5 separate regions of the Mus musculus genome follow, and regions 2, 3, 4 and 5 are each linked to region 1. The links are chromatin contacts, called in public Hi-C and HiChIP or PLAC-seq maps. All regions are on one chromosome and are shown on one strand. Each heading gives the region's core, a stretch centred on a gene start, on an enhancer-like site or on the middle of the called end of the contact. The rest is flanking DNA. Distances are from core to core; before and after follow the strand shown. Region 1 holds the start of Bard1 (BRCA1 associated RING domain 1). Region 2 has its middle 48 kb from the start of 4933417E11Rik. Region 3 has its middle 47 kb from the start of Gm4319. Region 4 has its middle 39 kb from the start of Gm28818. Region 5 overlaps Spag16 (sperm associated antigen 16).

What was found. A called contact is a pair of places that touch in the nucleus more often than the background predicts. HiChIP or PLAC-seq counts read pairs in DNA pulled down with a chosen protein or histone mark.
Region 2: an H3K4me3 HiChIP or PLAC-seq map of pro-B cells shows a contact between it and region 1, with 6 times the contacts expected there. The contact joins the enhancer-like site here to the promoter of Bard1 in region 1. A contact is called at or near these places in 6 of 39 promoter capture datasets (the 3T3-L1 cell line, the C10 cell line, the HPC-7 cell line and 1 more) and 2 of 115 datasets of contacts at active chromatin or transcription factors (large pre-B cells and pro-B cells).
Region 3: a contact with region 1 is called in a FOXA1 HiChIP or PLAC-seq map of pancreatic cancer cells. The contact joins the enhancer-like site here to the promoter of Bard1 in region 1. A contact is called at or near these places in 4 of 39 promoter capture datasets (3T3-L1-derived adipocytes, hippocampal neurons, neutrophils and 1 more) and 4 of 115 datasets of contacts at active chromatin or transcription factors (astrocytes, embryonic hindbrain, extraembryonic endoderm stem cells and 1 more).
Region 4: a FOXA1 HiChIP or PLAC-seq map of pancreatic cancer cells shows a contact between it and region 1. The contact joins the enhancer-like site here to the promoter of Bard1 in region 1. A contact is called at or near these places in 4 of 39 promoter capture datasets (the 3T3-L1 cell line, the HPC-7 cell line and pre-B cells) and 1 of 115 datasets of contacts at active chromatin or transcription factors (pancreatic cancer cells).
Region 5: a Hi-C map of adipose-derived mesenchymal stem cells shows a contact between it and region 1, with 2.5 times the contacts expected there. The contact joins the enhancer-like site here to the promoter of Bard1 in region 1. A contact is called at or near these places in 9 of 39 promoter capture datasets (the 3T3-L1 cell line, 3T3-L1-derived adipocytes, the SN4741 cell line and 5 more), 2 of 484 Hi-C or Micro-C datasets (adipose-derived mesenchymal stem cells and embryonic fibroblasts) and 1 of 115 datasets of contacts at active chromatin or transcription factors (astrocytes).

Annotation. Positions count from the first base shown.
Region 1 is chr1:71,101,498-71,104,301 of GRCm38.p6, reverse strand. Bard1 (BRCA1 associated RING domain 1) reads left to right here and starts at 1,330. Exons shown (of 11, transcript NM_007525.3): 1 at 1,330-1,634. The coding sequence starts at 1,495.
Region 2 is chr1:71,955,807-71,958,506 of GRCm38.p6, reverse strand. No RefSeq gene overlaps it. Among named protein-coding and RNA genes, the nearest start is that of 4933417E11Rik, 48 kb to the left of the region's middle. Within about 2 kb of position 1,381, at least 17 of the 459 cell types and tissues checked have an H3K27ac peak or open chromatin away from gene starts, as enhancers often do. A contact at or near this core is called in the HPC-7 cell line and pro-B cells, where this site is marked.
Region 3 is chr1:72,075,014-72,077,713 of GRCm38.p6, reverse strand. No RefSeq gene overlaps it. Among named protein-coding and RNA genes, the nearest start is that of Gm4319, 47 kb to the left of the region's middle. Within about 2 kb of position 1,388, at least 26 of the 459 cell types and tissues checked have an H3K27ac peak or open chromatin away from gene starts, as enhancers often do. A contact at or near this core is called in pancreatic cancer cells, where this site is marked.
Region 4 is chr1:71,936,870-71,939,569 of GRCm38.p6, reverse strand. No RefSeq gene overlaps it. Among named protein-coding and RNA genes, the nearest start is that of Gm28818, 39 kb to the right of the region's middle. Within about 2 kb of position 1,444, at least 66 of the 459 cell types and tissues checked have an H3K27ac peak or open chromatin away from gene starts, as enhancers often do. A contact at or near this core is called in pancreatic cancer cells, where this site is marked.
Region 5 is chr1:70,134,379-70,137,078 of GRCm38.p6, reverse strand. All of the region lies in intron 11 of Spag16 (sperm associated antigen 16), which reads right to left. Among named protein-coding and RNA genes, the nearest start is that of Gm23879, 180 kb to the right of the region's middle. Within about 2 kb of position 1,443, at least 22 of the 459 cell types and tissues checked have an H3K27ac peak or open chromatin away from gene starts, as enhancers often do. A contact at or near this core is called in adipose-derived mesenchymal stem cells and astrocytes, where this site is marked.

The DNA.
Region 1 (2,804 bases), core at 81-2,580:
GGTTGGCATAGGCCTCATATCTCATCAAAGAAATAGCTTTAGAGTTTTATTTGTTTGTTTGTTTGTTTATTTATTTGAGATAGGGTTTGTCTTGACTGTCTCAGAACTCTGTTGACTAGGCTGGCTTTGAACTCAGAGATCCACCTGCTCTTCCCCCCCCCTCCCCCCATTTCCATGCCTCTAGTGCTGGGATTAAAGGACCTTCCAGGCCTTTCCACCTTTAGAGTTTAATCAGGGTAGTGCCAAGACTAATTTTGTGTTTGGTAATGTCTTGTATATCTTTAGTGAGGCCTAAGGATGGGAGGCAATCTAGGCAGATGTGTGGATTCCAGTAAGAAGGAACAACTTTAAGGTAAACAGAGGCAGCTGGGGCGGTTAAGCAGAGACAGAGAAATAAAAGGGGATATGCAAGAATGTGTTCATAGGTTGGAAGCTGTGGAGAGGGCGGGCTGTGCTTGCCCAGTGTTAATATTCAGATCCGCAGGAGGGTCTATGGATTTGGCTGGTAGAATACTTCTAGCATAAAGGAGGCTCTAAACTCAGTTCAGCACCATGTAAGCTGGGCGTGGTGGTGCATATCTGTAATCCCCTATCGCGCAGAGGTGGAGGATCGCAAACTGAGAAGTTCAAGGTCACCCTTAGCTTCACAGTTTAAGCTAGGTTGGCAAACAGACGCCGTTTCAAAAAAAAAAAAAAAAAAAAAATCCCCGGGGAGGGTAGACCCTCTAGCAAACAAAAACGTTTTATGCAGTTTATCATATTTTAAAAGCACACCAGAACTTCTAAGAGATGCCCTTGGTCGGATATTTACAGCTAGTTAAAAAGTGAAATTGAAACTTAGTATTTAGCGGATTCTTATATCCTACAGCAAGGAGAAAAAGAGAACTTTCTTATATAAAGGGTAGTACTTTTATTGTCATGGGAAAAGCTTGTCCAAGTTCAACAGTAGCTTGAATGCCACTCTTTGTAGATGGCTTCAGCGGCAAGCTCCTGAGGCTATGGGAGGGTTAGAATCCAACTTCTAGGTAAGCACAGTTTCAGTAAACTGAGAGGGGGTGGGAATGAAACCCATGGGGAGCCCCGCCTCTTTGAAGGCGTGGCCTGAGGCCCCGCCGCTCAGTTTCCCGCTCAGGAAGTTTGAGCGCGCTATACCCCGCCTCCTAGGGCCACAGGCCTAGGTGACTTCTCCCCACGCCTCCTCAACCCCGCGCCTTGGCACTTTGGTTTCCGCGGTCCGCCCTACACCTCCTGAGGGCGTGGCCTCTCAAGCCTCGCCTCTCCATTTCCGGAACTTGGACCGCATTACTAAAGCCCCGCCCTCAGGCCTTGAGGGCGTGGCCTAAAGCCGGGTCCTTCCATCTCTGAGTTTTACCGCGTTTCAGCCTCCGAGCCGGAGGCGTCCGACCAATTCAGAGACTCCGCACGCAGCAGGATCCGGCGGTGACCAGCGGGGTGCGGCGCTAGAGCAAACCTGACCTCCCCTCCTCTGTGGGAATGCCACGCCGGCCGCCGAGGGTCTGCTCTGGGAACCAGCCTGCTCCCGTGCCCGCCATGGAGCCGGCTACCGACGGGCTTTGGGCCCACAGCCGCGCGGCGCTTGCCCGCCTGGAGAAGCTGCTGCGCTGCTCCCGCTGGTAAGGACCGGCCTGGCGACCTAGTGTCGTCTGTCCCTCCGTGTCCCACTCCTGAGTTTTCTGAGTGGCTTCCCAGCCACCTGCAACGAAGATGACTCAAACGGCACTTTTCGAATTTTCGCGGGAGAACTGCCTTCGGGGCGTGGCTCAAAGCGCAGCTCGTTGGTCACTCCCCGAAGGTGACGCTCGGAGCTGAGCCGAGCTAGTGCTGCTGGGGTCCTGGAGTTCGGTCCTCTGGGAGCGTGGTCCCGTGGTTGCGTGCGGGGCACAACAGCCCCTGTGAGGCTGACCTTTTGGTCCTTTCTCTAGTAGCAGGCTCGGCGTGGGGAATGGGAGGCTAGGGACCTGGTGACCGGTAGTTTGGCGATGGCAGTTTGTTGAGCATCGCAATTTTAACTTAGTTAGATTATGGCCCTGTACCACTGATCCTCCAACATGCCCTCTCTTGGATTTTATTCAGTCTGAAATGCACTCCTAAGTGGTACTTTCTTACCTGAGGCTGTTTATCGAATACTACCAAGAAATATACTTCTTTCCCCTTTTTTCTCTTTGGCAGTAGCGAATGTTAAGCCTTCAGTCTTTACTACAAATACAGTGTTAACTGCAACTTTTTTTTTTTTTTTTAAAGTTAACTGGCAACAAACTTTGCACTTACGTTAAATTATTCTTTTTTTTTTTTTTTTTTTTTTTTTTTTACAAACTCTTAGTATTTGAAAGAATGGCATTGTATTTCTTAGGAGAGTGGCGATTCTGTTAACATGAACACGTTCTGAGTTCTGCTTGTGTTTTCCTAAAGCATACGGATCATCCTGGGTGTAGACATACATCGGAAACTCAACTTCTAGTTGCAGTAGCAGGCCAGTGATGACGCACATGTTGGATCTCAATCTGTGGGTCGCGACCACTGGGACACACATTTAGGTCTTAGGAACGGAGACCCAGCTTAGTAGCAAAATTACAGTTATGAAGTAGCAAAGAAAAGAATGGTATGGTTTAGGGTCACCACAACGTTTGGAACTATATTGAAGGGGTTGTAGCATCAGGGAAGGTTGAGACCCAACCACTGCTTTAAATAGTTGAACCACAGTTAAACTCAGATGGAAACACATATTCTTCCACTTAGAATGTGTCAGACCACATGAGTTCAGGTTCCAGCCACATCTTTGGTCT
Region 2 (2,700 bases), core at 132-2,631, 850 kb before region 1:
CCACTGTCTGGGCTGAAGCATTTTTGAAAGTCTTTGAGATGAAAACGGTAAGCATTAGCTGGTGGGTGGTGCATATCTTTAATCCCAGCCCTTAGGAAGAAGAGGCAGCAGATCTCTGTGAGTTTGAGGCCAGCCTGGTCTACACAGCGAGTTCTAGGATAGCCAGGGCTACACAAAGAAACTCTAACAAACAAACAAACAAAAATTCAAACAAATAAAACAAGAAAATGGTACGCTGAGACTGAAGACCACCAGTCATGACCTTTCTACTTTCAACGTCTCATTGGTGGTTTGAAGATCAACAAAGGATGTCCTGTGAGTTTTTGACTCTCTTGAATGTGAAGCGTCAATCATTCTTAGTTTCTTTTCCCCTAGAAGTCATGTGTTTCCAGTCTTCTGAATATTTACATTCTTGAAAACTGGCAAAAATTGTAGTTGTTGCTTACACAGTGAAAACTAAAATTGAGAAAGCAGGGATCTTGACATTAGAAAGACAGAGAGGGCATTGATCATCCTATCAGAACATGCTTTCTTTGCTCCATCTCATGGAGAGGTCAGCTTTTGCTTTAACTCCACCCTTTCTCTCTTTCACACCCTAGTCTGTCTGGTGAGATAACTCCAAAAAGAAAATGCAGACAAATCATATAATGTTAGGGGAACTCCAGGAAGGAAAATAGAACCTGTTTTCAACCCACTCTTCAACCTTCAACGGAAATGATTGTCTGGGATTCTCTTAGGAGTTGACTGCTTTGGGGCTGGTGGAGACAAAATATCTAGGTTGCTCAACCACTCTCCCCGACATGGTGACTACAGTCAAGCTCATTCATCATTTCAGTGCATCCTCATTGAGGGATGAACACCATCCAGTTGAATCCCTTCTGATGATGTATGGAGGCAGAGAACAGTGGAAGAGCAGAGATGGCTTCTACATGAAATAGTCATGACATAGACTTGGGGGTGGGGCGATTCATTGTCTTGGTTTAATTTATGCACAAAAAAGGGCAGTGTGGAATACAATAACTGCTATTAAAATGAGTGGGTGAGGGAAGAATTTTGTTTGTACTGGTCACTTCCCACTTCTTTCAACCCTTATGTATATTATCCACAAAACAGTCAGGAAAGAGGTGGTTGTGCCAGGTATTTTAGTAACACGAATTTAGCACATTGGGGAAAAAAAAAAGATGCAAAACCTAACCAAGGGGCTGGGAGGCAACCCAGGGGTGAGTGGCTCAGCAAGCCAACCCTAGGAAGGAAGCAGAGAATAGATAATACTAACATAGGCAGGAGCCTGGGGCGCTAGATGCACAAATAAAACTAAGCAGGAGCTCTGGCACAAAGAGGGAGGAGCTGTTTTGCTTGGCCAGAAGCAGGAAACAGGGAAACACATGTTCACTTCTTCCTTCCTCTGTCTACCAACACGGTTAGTGACTACGGTTGGCTGAAGCCAGCTGTTTCTAACTGGCACACAAATTGTTATGTTACTCTTGTTAACTCAACCTCTGTTGGCTTGGTAGTTTTCTGATTTGGAAATTTGGTTTGATATTCTAATTGGTTTATGTGTGTACTTACATTGAAGTAACAGTCTATTGAAAGAAATTTGTGTGCTTCCTCCAAAAGAAGGGTGTATGTGGTTCCCATTTGATAATGAAGATAGAGAATTGTGATATAAGGATTCACCAAGGTTTTAACTGTGGGAACTAAGAGAGTCTGAGGATTACCTACGACTTGGGACTGTAAGAGCATGGGAAGTTATGGATTTTGCTAAGATGAGTATTTTAAGTTATATTGAAATGGTGACTTAACTATAATGTGTGCACAGATTTTACTGTTGTATCAGGAGTATTTAAAACATGTTCAGAAATAAGATCAGCACAAGTTTAGACAAATACTCACTTGCTCCCAGGATTGACTGCCTATGTGGATGATATTTTACAGTGTGTTCTTTTCAAATGATGGCTTTACTGCTTTTTCTGCTAATCAGCAGAAACCATTTCTGATAGATCTAAAGGTGACCTTCCCCTACCCCCAGGGCAGGCTGCGAACAGCTAGATGGAACCTCTAGTGAGATGAGACGTGCAGATCAGAAGCAATGTGACCCCAGACTGCATGGTGCCTTTCGTACATCACAGAAGCTTTCTTTCTACATTGTCACACAGAAAACAAAGACAAAACCATCAGGTCTTATCAGAGTCTCCATTGGTTTAGGTTTAAGTCATATTTTGGTATATCAGAATAAGTACTTATCTTTAAATCTAAAATAATTATAGAGTATCATGAATATATAAAAGCAATGTAAAAGGCATTGGTGCACTTAGCATCTGGTTCTGAAGACTGCTGGTATTTATTTTATTTTCAGATCTCTGCCTATCTTTCCTAGAAAAAAACTACAGTAACTACTGATGTAACTACTGTAAGTTTAATATTCATTCTGATTTGTTCTTTGCATATAAAATTCCAACTAGAATTTGCCTTTGACTCAAGAGTTATTTTGGAAATTCTAGATAATCTAAATGCCTGGAAGTTATTGGCAACATTTTGGTTACATTCTTGTTAGGAAGTATAGTCCATTTGTCAAAATCTCTGTTATTTCTTTAAAATTTTTCTCCTTATTTATGTGTACGGGTGTCTTGCCTACACATAATGTCTATGTGCCACATGTGTACCTGGTGACTGAGAAACCCAAAAGAGAATGTCAGATGT
Region 3 (2,700 bases), core at 139-2,638, 970 kb before region 1:
TGCTTTTATGTAATATTTTATTTTCCTATTTTCTTTCATTCCTAATTTTTTTCTTTCATTCTCCAAGCTCAAGAGTGTATACAGTAGAAGGAGAGCTACTGTTGAACTCATGGCCACAGGCAATGCCAGTGAGTTAATAAGAGATTCTCAAGGTGGAAGGTGACCTTTGACCCATTCTCCCTTTCTGTAGAGAGCCTAGCATACAGATAACCAAGATAGGAAACAGTCAGGTGTAAAGGCTCATGTCTGTAATCCTAGCACCTGCAAAGCTGGTGCAGGAGGATTGTTTTGAGTATGAGGACAGAGTGACAGAGTGGACTACATAGTGGGTTCCAGGCCAGCTTGGGCTATAAAATGCTTGGGAGGAGGAAGAGGAGGAGGAAGGAGAGAGAGAGAGAGAGAGAGAGAGAGAGAGAGAGAGAGAGAGAGAGAGAGAGGAGAGACAGTCAGAGAGATACAGAGAGACAGAGTCAGAGAGACAGAGAGATAGAGACAGAAAGACAGAGACAGAGAGAGACAGAGAGAGAAGAGAGAGACAGAGACAGTCAGAGAGATACAGAGAGACAGAGTCAGAGAGACAGAGAGATAGAGACAGAAAGACAGAGACAGAGAGACAGAGACAGAAACACACACACACACACACACACACACACACACAGAGAGAGAGAGAGAGAGAGAGAGAGATTGATTTTCTAAAAGAGAAATCAGACTTTTCCTATTTTTGGTCTGGTTCTGTCATAAAATATCACAAACTCACTGGAAACTGTGCTTCCTTTCCTATGCTTTTCCCCACCCCATGATGGGAATGAAAAGCCTCCCAAGGAGACTTGTAATTATGATTCTTTTCTACAATTGATACAACCTTTGGATTGATTTTTGGCTCCCAGATGCCAGGTGTTTCCTGTGACAAACAGAGACCAAAGTTCTGATCCCTTTCCACACCCCCAAGTCTTCCACCCCTGCCCTGACTTGCTAGTGGATGAGCAAACTGTCCCTCATGTCTCCAGATTCTAATTTCATTTTTTTTCCAATGTCACCTCAGTTCCATGAAGGGAGCATTTTGCTTTATTGAATTCCTCTTTTGCTTAGTGAATTGCAGTGATTCAGCTTTCTTGCATGTTTTCTTCTGGTGTGTCCCTGTGTTGAGAATTCTTCAATAAGCCCCAAGGAATTTAAGGACTCCCAGAACCAAGTGATAGGTTGGGGCTCTGAGGGAGCCATGAGAGTATACAAAGGCTGTTGCTAAGCAGCTATTTACAAATAAAGGCGTTTCTCCAACTGCACAGAACCCTCAAACAAATGCTATCATTAAATGATGCATAGTCAGGGAGACTACCTTTACTGCTGAAGAATTTACTATTGAGCCCTTTATTTATAGTGCAGATAATGGTTGCTCGAAAAGGGAGGAAACTGTGTCAAGGGACTTTTATGAGTGGTGAAAAAAATAAGTGAGCTGTATGTTGGTTTGAAGTGATGACCAAATAATGATTTCATTTATCATCAGCCTGCAATAAATCTGCAAGTCTGCTCTCACCATGACAATGGGAAGCTGCAGGAAATCCAAGCCAGTTGGTTCCAGGCACTTGTCTTTTGTGCTGAGGAAAGTATCGACCAGGGGCACCAGACCCAAAAGTTCTGCAGGACCAGTTTTTGTATGACTTGGCTACTCATCAATGTTACTCTTGGTCTATCACTTGAGAGTCTACACTCCAGTAGTGCTAACTCTGGGATGTGGTAATTATCTTAGGGCAAGAAAGGAAGAACTCAGGCACCCATGCTGTTTTTAGCCAAAGAAAAGAGAAAACAAAACAAAGCCACTCCTCGGCCTTTCAGAGGATGAGGATGTGTGCGGAGCTCTTGGACAGTCCACTCATTAGTTGCCACTTGACATTAGACTCTAGAATCAGTGTCTTGAGGTGAAATATTCGGTCAGAACAACCATCAACTTCCTGCCACCCAAACCTTATGTCATTATTTTTTCTCTGAAGACCTCATGTTTGAGAGATTTTTATCTAGACGGTGGTGACTGTATTGCTGTGACTCATCTGTTCTACCTTCTTAGGCTTATGTTCAAAATTATCCATATTTTGAACAATGTGTCACAAAGTTATATTCAACCAAACCCTGGTAGCTAATTAGCATTTCACTGTACCATCTACTGTTGCTGTTTGCTAGTTCTATGGGCTAAGTATTGTTAAATAGCACATATACCTTCTCTACAGAGCTTTTTTTTTTTTTTTGAGACAGAGCTTCTCTGTGTAGCCCTGACTGTCCTGGAACTCACTCTGTAGACCAGGCTGGCCCTGAACTCAGAAATCTGCCTGCTTCTGCCTCCCAAGTGCTGGGATTAAAGGCGAGCGCCACCACTGCCCGGCTTTTACAGAGCTCTGGTACACTGTGCACTTCAAAAAGGAAAGAAGTGGTTCTGGGTGGGTAGAATCTGTAAGGATGTCATATCCAAGAGTGGGAAAACTGCTAATTAAGGTCAAAGTCCATCATGACCAGACAGCCTCTGGGCTTGGCACAATAAGGGACATTCCTTTCATTAGTGGGGCTTCTCCTTCTCTGACTTTGTCTGGGGGAGTTCTAAGCCCTCACACGTGCCTCTACCTAAGGAATGTCAGGTAGCCTCGGCTAGATTGTAGAATCAATCTTCTTTCTCCAGAAAGAACCCTGTTCAGCTAGCACCTGAGATTCCTG
Region 4 (2,700 bases), core at 195-2,694, 840 kb before region 1:
TTTAACAAGAGTAAGGTGAATTGCTCTCTCTTTGCGCATCTTGTGCAAAGTATGAACAGAAGCGGCAGAAGCAAGAGTGAGAGAGGTAGGGAGGGAGGGAGGGAAGGGGGAAGGGAGGGAGGGAGGGAGGGAGGGAGAGAGAGAGAGAGAGAGAGAGAGAGAGAGAGAGAGAGAGAGAGAGAGAGAATATTTTTTTAAGGTCTACCTGGGACAGGGTGAAAGGTGATTTATTGTATTCCAGCAGACAGAAGTTTACCACTGATGTTTTAAGCACTAAAAGACCCGTTCACACAATCGGGGAGGGGCCACATGACTTTAGGCTTTATTTTAAATACACATCCCTCACGTTTGTAAGACTATTTTTCTCCAGTTATCACAGTGATTATCCTAGAAAGAAAAGGGGTTTAAGGAATGATGGAGAGAACAGGGACAAGTGAAGAGTTGGGGAGCCCTGCTTATTTCCAACCTGTCTAGGACAGGAAGAAAATCATGACGCAAAGTCTATAGGGCAGGAGGTTAGTGTGCTACGGGTGTTTCGTGGAAAGAGATTAGGGGGCACCTACTGGGGCAGAGAATCTACCTAGGGCTTCCTAGCCAAGGAACCAAAGATTTTCTCAAACATCGACTTCTCTCTCTCATGCCAGCGGAAGATCCACTTTGTAACATCTGTAAACGTAGTTTCATGCAGACAGTCCTATGTAGGGGTTACTCAACCTCCTGTTTTTACTTTTGAGTCCTGGCCGGGCCATCAATCACCGTCTTCATTGTTTGGGAGGACTTTCAGTTGCACAACTTTCTGGGCACGCCTTAATTCAACCAGACACAGTGGAAATCATTGCAATTCTGCTTTCAAATGTTTGTGGTTGGTGCGTATCTTTTAACCAGCACTTCCCCCACTTGAAAATGTTTAACTAATAGTTCATAATAAATCTGAAAAAGGGAATTCTCCTCATACCCCTCCTACCTCTCTCTCTTCCTCTTTTTCTCTTCCTCCTCCCTCTTCTCTCCCTCCTCCTTCCTCCTCCTCTCCTGCCTCCTTCCTCTCTCTTTCTCCTTGCCGTTATCTTTTGAGCCACAAAACGGCCAACTAACTGGCTTACAGCAGGGCAGCATTGAAGGTTCCCCATTCTGTGCAAACACCTTTGGAGCGAATCCTGTGGCAGGGAAGAGAGAGCAATTAGCTTCCTGAAGTCTCAGCCGGGTCTGTTAATGAACGCTGCTGGCACTGTAATTTACAGATGGGATTATGACATTCCCACCTCTACTCAGGTCCTGCTTCCTCAACTCTCAGAGGTGAGGAGATGATGAATGAGTTAATATTTGTTCAAGGATTTGCAGAAAAGCAGCGTCTTAAAAGCTGCCGCAAATGGCGCTTCTACGCAGTTCCCTCTAAGTGAGAGCAAGAGAAGGAGACTGGAGCAGGACACCAGGCTGCTCTTTGCACTCTGCACACCGCTGGGACACAGAGGCCTCTTGCCTGCTCATGGCAGTACTTGTTCATGTGATGTTTATAGGACGTGGGAGGCGCAGTTAACAGCTTTCCTCACGGACTCCATCCAGTATCTTCTGGGAGCATCTCCTTAGCCTCTGCCCTCAGAACCTGCCTCAGGCCCAGTGCTCATGAACCTTCATCAGAATTTCCCATCAAGTGAAAAATTCTTTCGAAAGGTCCTTTAGGGCCCAGTCAGATGACGGAGTAACTGCTTTGAGAAAGTAATTTAACCCAGTGCATTAACCATGGCAAACTTCTCAGAGAATCTTCTTCAAAGGTCAGTATATTAACAATAATAAATCCAGAAGAGGGAGAATGGTCAGGACAGTGTCTCTCATCAAGTCTTGAGCATGCGTGAAAGTCTGTGCAGAATTCAGGTATTGTCTAAATTCTCACAGACATCTTGGGAGTGGGAGTTATGTTTATTTTGCTTGTGGGGTGACAAATCCAGAGACATTCCTTAACCTGCCTTAAGTCACACAGCTGGGAAGCAGCAGGGCCGAGATTCACATCACCAAGTCTTGGGCTTTTACGTTTATAAACTCAAGGCATACAGGAGAGGCTCTTATCCCTAAGACCTTGCATATGCTTTTCACGTAGAAGATACACAAACTCTTACTAAGTACACTGAGTTTAGTTATCCTCTGTATGATGCTGGAAATCTCACCTTTCCAGGGCAAACATTTTAAGTAAACAGAGAAAGGTCTGGGAGTATAGCTCAGCAGTACATTGCTGGCCTGTGCTGCTCTCTCTGTGACCAGCACTGCTGTAACAACAATCTACTTTACCCTCCCCGCCAGCATACACACACACACACACACACACACACCCCTCAAACAAAGCACAAAGAAATGAGCTGTGCTTGTATGGAAGCTGTGGTGGATCAAGGGGAGATAATGTGGGAGTTGAAGATTCTCTCACTCATCAACTGAGAATTACCAAGGAACACCCCCACCCCCACCCCAGCTCCTCCAGCCTTTGAAGTCAGATGGAATCAACAAGTACCTGGCTACATGAAAGGCTATCTGTGTTTGGCAGATCTCTGAGAACCTTTTAGCAGCCAACTAAATGGTCAGCATTTGTTAAGCACAAAGACTTCCTGGCCTAGGAGGAAACACGGATCATGTCTTCAAGGGATGCTCACACTGATAAAGGACCCTGAGAACTTCCGATGCCTGTATCCATTTCAGGCACGCCCTGGACCACAA
Region 5 (2,700 bases), core at 194-2,693, 970 kb after region 1:
TGTGGTCACCTAAAGCCCACATTTTTCTTTCACATGTGACCTCAGACTATAGTGTGTACATGTACAAGGTATAAGAGTCACTGTGCTAGAAGATTTAGAAAGGAAATAAAGAAAGGGCATGGTGATTTGAGAGAGTGGGTTCCATAGGCTCTTATATTTGAATTATTGGTCCTCAGTTGGGAGTATCATTTGGAAAGGATTAGTCAGTGTTGCCTTGATGGAGGAGGCATGTCACTGGCAGTAGGCTTTGAGTTTTCAAAAGCATAAGCCTTTCCTAGTTAGCACTCTCTGCCACCTTCTTGTGTCTCAGGATGTGAATTCTTATCTACTGGACAAGCACTATGTCTGCTGTCGTGCTCCACACGATGATGGTCATGGAGTCTGTTTGAAACTGTGAACCTCTAATAAATGGTTTATTTGATAAGTGCCTTGGTCATGGTATTTTTAGCACAGCAATAGAAAAGTAGCTAAGACAGATGAAGACGAAGATGGTGATAACTGGTCATGAGAAAGAATTATTATAAAATTTACTGTAAAGGGTATGCCACATTACACTTGGCTATAGCTTCATGGAAGTCTGGATTTCCACAGCTTTGGATTGTATCAAGAAGCCACATAAAGTGGTTGATTTATATACATTAAGTGTGTAAATGCACACTATAACGTTGATACAATAAATCTTCATAAAAAGACATTTACCAGGAACAAACCCATTGTCACACAAAGAACAACCATTTATCGCAGTTGATTTGAATGTGTTAATAACAAATTCTGAGTCAATAATAATGTGTGGGTGTCACCTTAAGGAATGAAATCAAATCCCTTCCTCTTTTTGTCACCTTCTATTTTTGCTGCTCTCAGCAAATGATGATTAAAACATTCAGCATCACTCTAGGTCAGGGGAAGAAGACAGTACACACTTTGAGATCACAGCTCTGCATTAGCTTAAGCTATAAAAGTTTCTTCCATGTCTAATCCAAGGAAGTAAGGTGTGTGGTTATATTGTCCCCTTAAAGGCAAACTGAACAAGCAGGTCGAGTACACAGTAGGATAGCAGTCTTAAGTGTTAAATGGCCTCAGGGAGTATGATCAACTCTGGCTATGAGGTCCAGCTGAAGTTTCAGTCTCTTAGAATGTAATAGACAGCACCACAGTTGATGAAGATGATTCTGCAGTCAGCTAACACCAGTCAAGAAAGAAGAGAGAAGAGCAAAAAGTATGTTTCTGTGTTGGTGGAAATCTACAGAGGTGGAAAACCATGATGAAACAAGAGATGGCAGCTGGAGTAAAGGCCTGGCTGCTGATTAATATGGGGTTTGGCAGCTCATTCATGGATTTCTTCCCGTTTCTCTCATAGCTTACCACTGACGTTCCACTGGAGCTACTGCTACCAGCCTGTCTCAGTTGTTCTTTTCCTTTAAACATTTTTTTCACTTAAGTAACTCTCTTTCTCTTATGATAAAAGATGGCTCAGTGGGGAGATGACTCAGTGGTAAGGCATGATTGCTGCACACTCTTGAACAAAGAAGTTCAGTTTTCAGCAACTATGTATCAAGCTAGGATTCTCACAACCATTTCTATCTCCAGCTTACATGAGCCAATATCACTTTCTGGTAAAAGCAGAAAATCTGGAATATAAGCACAGAACACACACACACACACACACACACACACACACACACACACCTATATCATGTATGCACACAGACAGACAAGCATAGGTATAAATAAATCAAAATATATATCTTAAATACAAAAATTAAAAAAAAATTTACTTAGAGTTAACCAAGATCTGGCCCCTGCTTATCACCGTGCCTTCTACTGGTTGACACACACTGTCCTCCCTCTAGACTTTCAATACTACTGGCAAGCTTTCAGTTTGGTTTGCTCTGCCTATGTAGTTGCAGCCACAAACCATGTGTCTTAGAACCCCAGGAATAGGTCATGTCATACTTTTGGAAGACAGAAATCCAAAATGAAGTTCCAAACAGGACTATGTTTCATCTGAGGTTATAAGGTAGAAACTCTTCCAGGACTGACTCCATTTCTGGTAAGCATTCCATAGCTTACAGGTGGCTGCTTTTTCACTGTGACTGTTTACCTACCTCTTCTATAGACATCTCTGTCCCCAACATTCATCCCAGAAGACAAAAGCCATACCAGAATACAGCCCACACGGACTATTTAGTTTTAACTTTGTTAAATCTTCATAGACTCTATAAGAAATTTTACATTCGGAAGTGGTAGAAGCTAGAATAAAAACATACATTTTAAAATGATTTTGAAGGTGGCCAAATCCAACCCATAACTTCCCTTATACTTGTGGAACACTGTCTTGTTGATGAGCCTTTATGCTCTTCTTCCTGGCAGCATAGCTCCTTGAGTCTTCTGATGCAATGTTCTACCTAGATATGAAATCCCTTAGATGCAAATTCAGCAATCACCTCAGATAGCAAAGTCTTTGACTGGCGTTATGCCAAGTCTCCCATCGTAGACCTTTCATAGACATTGGAGGTGATCCTTCATAGTACTTGTTACAGATAGTTTCTCTCTTGGATTATTTCATGTTTATCTCCCACAACAGTTTTTTAAGACCATGATCATAAGTCATATGTCTGCTTTATTTACCATTTTACTGCTTTAAATTTAGAATTCGAGGAACACTGTGTATGATCAGAAAAACAAGTGCATTACATAAGT